Linked DNA regions of Ovis aries: region 2 is linked to region 1. Evidence: chromatin contacts called from public Hi-C data. All regions are on one chromosome and are shown on one strand. Each heading gives the region's core, a stretch centred on a gene start, on an enhancer-like site or on the middle of the called end of the contact. The rest is flanking DNA. Distances are from core to core; before and after follow the strand shown.

Region 1 (2,726 bases), core at 73-2,572:
TGATTTATTTGGAGGTCCAAATTATATGGAGAAACCATCTTACTCTGCAACTTAGAGGCTGAAACTGGAGTTTTCTTACCTCACTTTTAAAGGTCTTTTACAACAGATCAGATGGGATCTAGGGAGACTATAAGTTTATAGCAGCTCCATTCTTGGGAATAGCAAGACCAGTAAATGCCTTCTTTGAGAATTAGAGAAGACAGGTTAGAACTGAGTTTTATTCCTATGGAGCATAAGGATACCCTAAATATTTGCCTTCCAGGTGCAAAGATACCATCCATTCCTACATTGCATGTGACCCAGTTCCTACCTGGGAAGTTTCTGTCATCCCTGCCCTTGTGTTCCCTTGAAGATGGGGTGAGGTGTTCACCAAAGTCTATTGCCAGATTCAGAAGTTCTGCCCACTCAAGAATGGGTCAGACCTCCTCCTGTCTGATGTCCATGAAGATCATAGCCCCACTGAGAAGCCACCTGCCAAGAGCGGTTGGGCTGGAAGAAGCTCCAAGGTCCTGCTTGACCAACCTCTCTTATGGGCCCTTAACATGCTAACCTGGGCTTAGGGAGCAAATGCCACTGGAGACATTGAGATTTATCCCTTCCCAAGAGTACAAATTCCTTTTAAGGCAATGTGTCCCGCCTCTCCCTTCTATATAAGGGCAGCTTCGATATAATAGCTTCTGCCAAACAAGCCCCACCCATAGGCAAGCTGGCATTGACTTTGGCCTGGGCTTCCTGCCAGGGAAGGGCACTTGCCAGACTGGCTTAGGCCAGTCTGAGTGAGCTGGTCCTGGAAGTCTGTAAGGTTTGCTCAGCTCCACAAACCCTACAGGCTGGCCTATATGTAGGAACAGGAGAATGTATGGAAGATTTTTCAAATCCTCATCCGCTAGGGGCTGGCGGGGTGATTCTATCTTACAAACACTGGTCTTAGAATTGAAAGGTGAAGGCAAGACTAATGTTTGAGGTACAGCCATACACACATATGTGTCCTACTCTTTGCGACACTCTGGACTGTAACCCGTCAGGCTCCTCTGTCCATGGGATTTTTCAAGCAAGAATACTGCAGTGGGTTGCCATGTCTTCATATAGGCATAAAATGCTATACTAAACTTCAGTTAAGCAAATAAGTTGCTCCCAACCTATAAGCCCCACCTCTACGTAAATCAGGGCGAGCTCAGATGGGCGTGTCCTGATGCAGCTAGACCACACCTATTGCACCCTTTCGCCCACTCGTTGACCAATGGAGTCTTAGGGGCGTGTCCTTTCTTGCCCCCGCCCCTGACGCGATATACAAGGTGGGGCGGTTCGGCGCGCGCCCGCTTAGTAGGAGCCGAACTGCAGGGCAGAGGGTTGGGCTTTGTGCTGCGACCCCCGCAGGAGAAGATGAACGGGACGCGTAACTGGTGTACATTGGTGGACGTGCATCCGGAGGGGCAGACCGCGGTAAGTAAAAGTGTTCGCGCCGCCTACCTAGCTTGGTATTCTCGTTTTCGAATTCTTCCTTTCCAGTCCCCCGCGAGGAGTTCGCTGACATCACCTGATGCCGCGCTCGGTGTGGTCAGCTCCTCGCGGCTCTTCTCTTTCTTCTACCACTTCGCGGCGGGCAGTGGGGTCAGCAGGATAAAGACTCTTCTGAGGCTCGAGGACACGGGGCTTCCCTGCCCTTTGGGAGGACACTGCGGCTCCTGCCCGGGACTCGGCGCTGGTCGCCGGTGCGCGCTGCTGAGGGGTCCTATGGGCTGTTAGGTTGTGTCGTAGTAGAATGAGCTCCAGGGACGGGATCCCTGTGCTCTTTTGGACTTTGGTTCCTATCGAGGGGGATTAGGCTTTTCTGTGGGTTCTGGTGACTTCAGGGGCTCTTCAAAGAACTTCGTAGTGCTTTGGGCGAGCAGTAGCAAGACAAAGGATACAAAGTGAAATTCTAGGGCTCGGACTGGAGGGTGGGGGTGGTAGAACTCCAAGTACGCCGAGATTGGCCAAGGACTCTTACCTTTCGCTAGGAGGCTGTCTGCTTGGGGTCGCCTCTCTGCTATGATTTCTGCTCTTTCCCATGCCGCTTTTCTTGCTCCCCTCCTCCCATCGGTCAGCCGATAGCTTCCTGGGACTTTTGGTTGGTTTTGCTTCCGTCTCCAAGCACGGAGCAAGCGGATGGAAAGGATGCCAGAACCTGGGCTGAGAAGGGGAGGGAAGTGACCTGCACGAGCTTCTAGGTGGAGTGAGAGTAGGGGAGCGAGGAGCCCTTCCCATCTGCTCCAGTGCTAAGCGATCTGCCCAGCTCCCCTCACTCCCTTGGTCTCCTCCCCACCACAGCAGACCGTATGATTTTTCCTCATACCCTCAGAGGAGGGTAGCTTGTGGCTCTGCTGGGAAACCTAACCCAGAATGAACGTGTACTATTTCATCAGTTTTCGAGCTATTCTGGAGGAGAATGAAACGGGAGCCAAGGTGACAGGGAGTTTGTATCCCTCCCTTTCCCCCACTGCACTCTGATTCCATTCTGTCTTCCTGTCTCAGCATGCTCTTGAGATAGAGCTAATCCATCTGCACCTGGATTATGGCTTTTCAAAGTGTATTTGTAGAACAGTTGGTCATTTCAAGTTTAGGGTATAAATCATCGCTTAATTCGCCTCACAGTCCCCTCTCAGTTTCTGTCCAGGCTGTGTCTATCAGATTACAATTCAAGTATTGCTACTGCCCAACCCCAGTACCCCCATCCCTGTCTTCTG
Region 2 (2,700 bases), core at 155-2,654, 300 kb after region 1:
ACTTGCCGAGTGGGCTTCCCTGGTGACTCAGATGGGAAAGAATCCAGGAGACCTGCAATGCCAGAGACCTGGGTTGGATACCTGGGTTGGGAAGATCCCCTGGAGGAGGGAACGGCTACCCCCTCTAGTGTTCTTGCCTGGAGAGTCCCCATGGAAGAGGAGCCTGGCGGGCTACAGTTTATGGGGTCGCAAAGAGTCGGACACCACCGAGCGACTAAGCACAGCACTTGTCCAATGCTCACACACTGTCGCTCTGCCCAGGAGGTGCCCCCTACACGCCAGTTCCTCCGCTGGACTGGGTGGGAGTGATGGACTTGAAGGTCTGGGCTCAGCTGGGGTGGGGTGGGGGGAGGACTGCGCGGAGAGGGAGTGGCTCCATCCGGCCCCTCCCTCTGGCCGCCAATCTTGCCTGGCCCCACCCAGCTTCCTCCCTGACGTGGCACCCTCTTCCCTAGCCTCTAGCCTTGAACCTCACAGCAGGCCTGGGGTGGGGGAGCTCCCCTTGCTTGCCCCGGCAGTGGAGTTCTCCCTCCACCAGGTGGCCCCACCACTTTTTGCCTCAGGGCTCACACCTGACTGAGCATGTGGCCATGGGATCCCGCTGAGCGGTTTGAGTTAGACCCTCCGTGGGGCCAAGGACTGCCTGACTCTCCACACCCCCTGGCCCCCCCGCCCCGCTACCCCTGGCCGAGCGTCCCACATTTTCTGCAGAAATGAAACCGCGTCCTCCACCCCCAACCCTGAGCCAGTGGGGAGCAAAGTGCTGGGGGTGGGCGTGGGCAGCGGACAGGGTTCTATTGCTTGCTCCCCTGACCTTTGTCATCTTTAGAGGCAGGACGGCTTCCTCCGTCGCTGAATGAACAGAAGGTGGAGTGGTCGGCCTCTCACTGCTGCCCGGGGTCCCAGCCAGATGAGCAGTGTCCGCCCCTCCTCCCAGGGGGCGCTCTCACTTGAAACCAGACCCTGCCCACATGCTGGCCCTTCCTCCCTCCAGCTTCCCTGACTCTCTTCTCTTCTCCTCTCCTCCCCCAGCCCACCTGTCTCTTCCTTCTTCACGGCTGCCTTTCTTTCCCCTCCACGTGCTTCCTGCTTCTCCCTCCTCCTCTTTCTCTCCTCTGTCTGGCCCCTTAGCCCTTCCTCCCGTGTCTCCTTCAGTCTCTATCAAGACCTGTTCTGTCTCACCGGCCTACCCTCCCCTGCTAACTCATCTTTCTCTCCTTCTCTCTTCTCTTGCCCCAACCCTCTCACGTCCCGACCAGCCCCTTCCCATCTCTCCTCTGCACCTCCTGGGAGCCCCTTCCACCTGCCTGTAAGGCTGCAGGGCCTCTTACCCTGCGAGGCTCGGTGGTGTCTCTGTGGGGCCCTGTCCATGGGGCAACTCCCTTGGTGCCGTCCTTGCTGCCCTGACTGCCCAGGAGGGCAGGGAGCAGGGCCCAGGGGAGGGAAGAGGGAGGAGGAGGGAGCACCTGGCCCGACAGCAGGCAGGGGAAAGGAGTGGCTGGCAGAGCGTCCCGGCATCAGGAGGGGACACAGGGAGAGATGGGAGGAACAGAGTCTGGGGCCTTGAGGAGAGACAGGACAGGTGACGGGAAGGGCACTGGCCTTTCTGCATCACCTACTGTGTGCTGGGTCCTTTGCCAGTCACTTTCTGTAAATCCATGATTTTCTCCAATCCTCCCAATGTCCACCATGGAGCAAGCATAGTTGCTTCAGATACCTATGTGATGCTCAAAGCTAGCGGATGCTCGAAGATAGTCACAACTTGCCCAGGGATTGTACAAGGACAGTAAGTGGTTGAGCTGTGATTTGAACCCAGGTCTTTGTGACTCTAGAATCATGCGCTTTCTATTTGACCAAGACATGTGTGCTCAGTCACTCAGTCGTGTCTGACTTTTTGCAGCCCCACGGACTGCAGCTTGCCAGGCTCCACTGTCACTGGGATTTTCTTGGGAAGAATACTGGAGTGGATTGCCATTTCCTCCTCCAGGGGATCTTCCTAACCCAGGGATCCAACCTGTGTCTCCTGCATTAGCAGGTGGATTCTTTACCACTGAGCCACCAAGACAGGTGACTGGTGAAGGGGAGGTGGGGAGGGGAGAGATGAAGATGGGGTGGCATATTTGGTGGATGGTGCCTCTTCTACAGGGTGAGGTCGGGTTCATCCCAGCAGTTCTTGGTTTCCTTGAGGCCTCTGCCTACTTAGCGTCTGCACTTTGCTGACCTTCCCTAGAACTCCCCAGCTCCCTGATGCCTTCACAGCCTCCTGGTCTGCTGGGTGCTGAGGGCAGGCCTGGAGGTGTGTGCCGAGGCAGAGGAGCAATGGGAGAGGAGTGTAGAGGAGACATGCTTCATGCAGTAGTTGCAGGAAGGAGATTCTCCCCCCCCCCCACCCCGCCCCAGTCTGGCAGCCCCCACGGAGGAAGGGCTCTGGGGAGGCCACAGGATACAGCTTCTGAGGATCCTGGGTGCCACTGATCTCCTGCACAGCCTCAGCCCAGAGTTTGATTAGCTGGGCCTGGCTCTCCTGGTTACCCAACAGGCTGGCTGGCCAGCGGCCAGGCTGCAGTGGGGAGGCTCCCTGGCACCTCCTCCTGCTCTCACTCCCAGCTGGTAAACAGCAGAGCAGGAGCCAGACACGCCTCAGCCTCGTGACTGCAGCCCACTCCCCCCGACGTGGTGCACGTGGCACCTGGCGTGGAG

Evidence for each region. A called contact is a pair of places that touch in the nucleus more often than the background predicts.
Region 2: a contact with region 1 is called in a Hi-C map of liver, with 3 times the contacts expected there. The contact joins the promoter of RORC here to the promoter of TUFT1 in region 1. A contact is called at or near these places in 5 of 16 Hi-C or Micro-C datasets (hypothalamus, liver, mixed tissues and 2 more).

What each region holds. Positions count from the first base shown.
Region 1 is chr1:101,463,161-101,465,886 of ARS-UI_Ramb_v3.0, forward strand. TUFT1 (tuftelin 1) reads left to right here and starts at 1,323. Exons shown (of 11, transcript XM_027974915.2): 1 at 1,323-1,443. The coding sequence starts at 1,384.
Region 2 is chr1:101,758,528-101,761,227 of ARS-UI_Ramb_v3.0, forward strand. It overlaps RORC (RAR related orphan receptor C), which reads right to left and starts at 1,405. Exons shown (of 12, transcript XM_060414295.1): 1 at 1,332-1,405.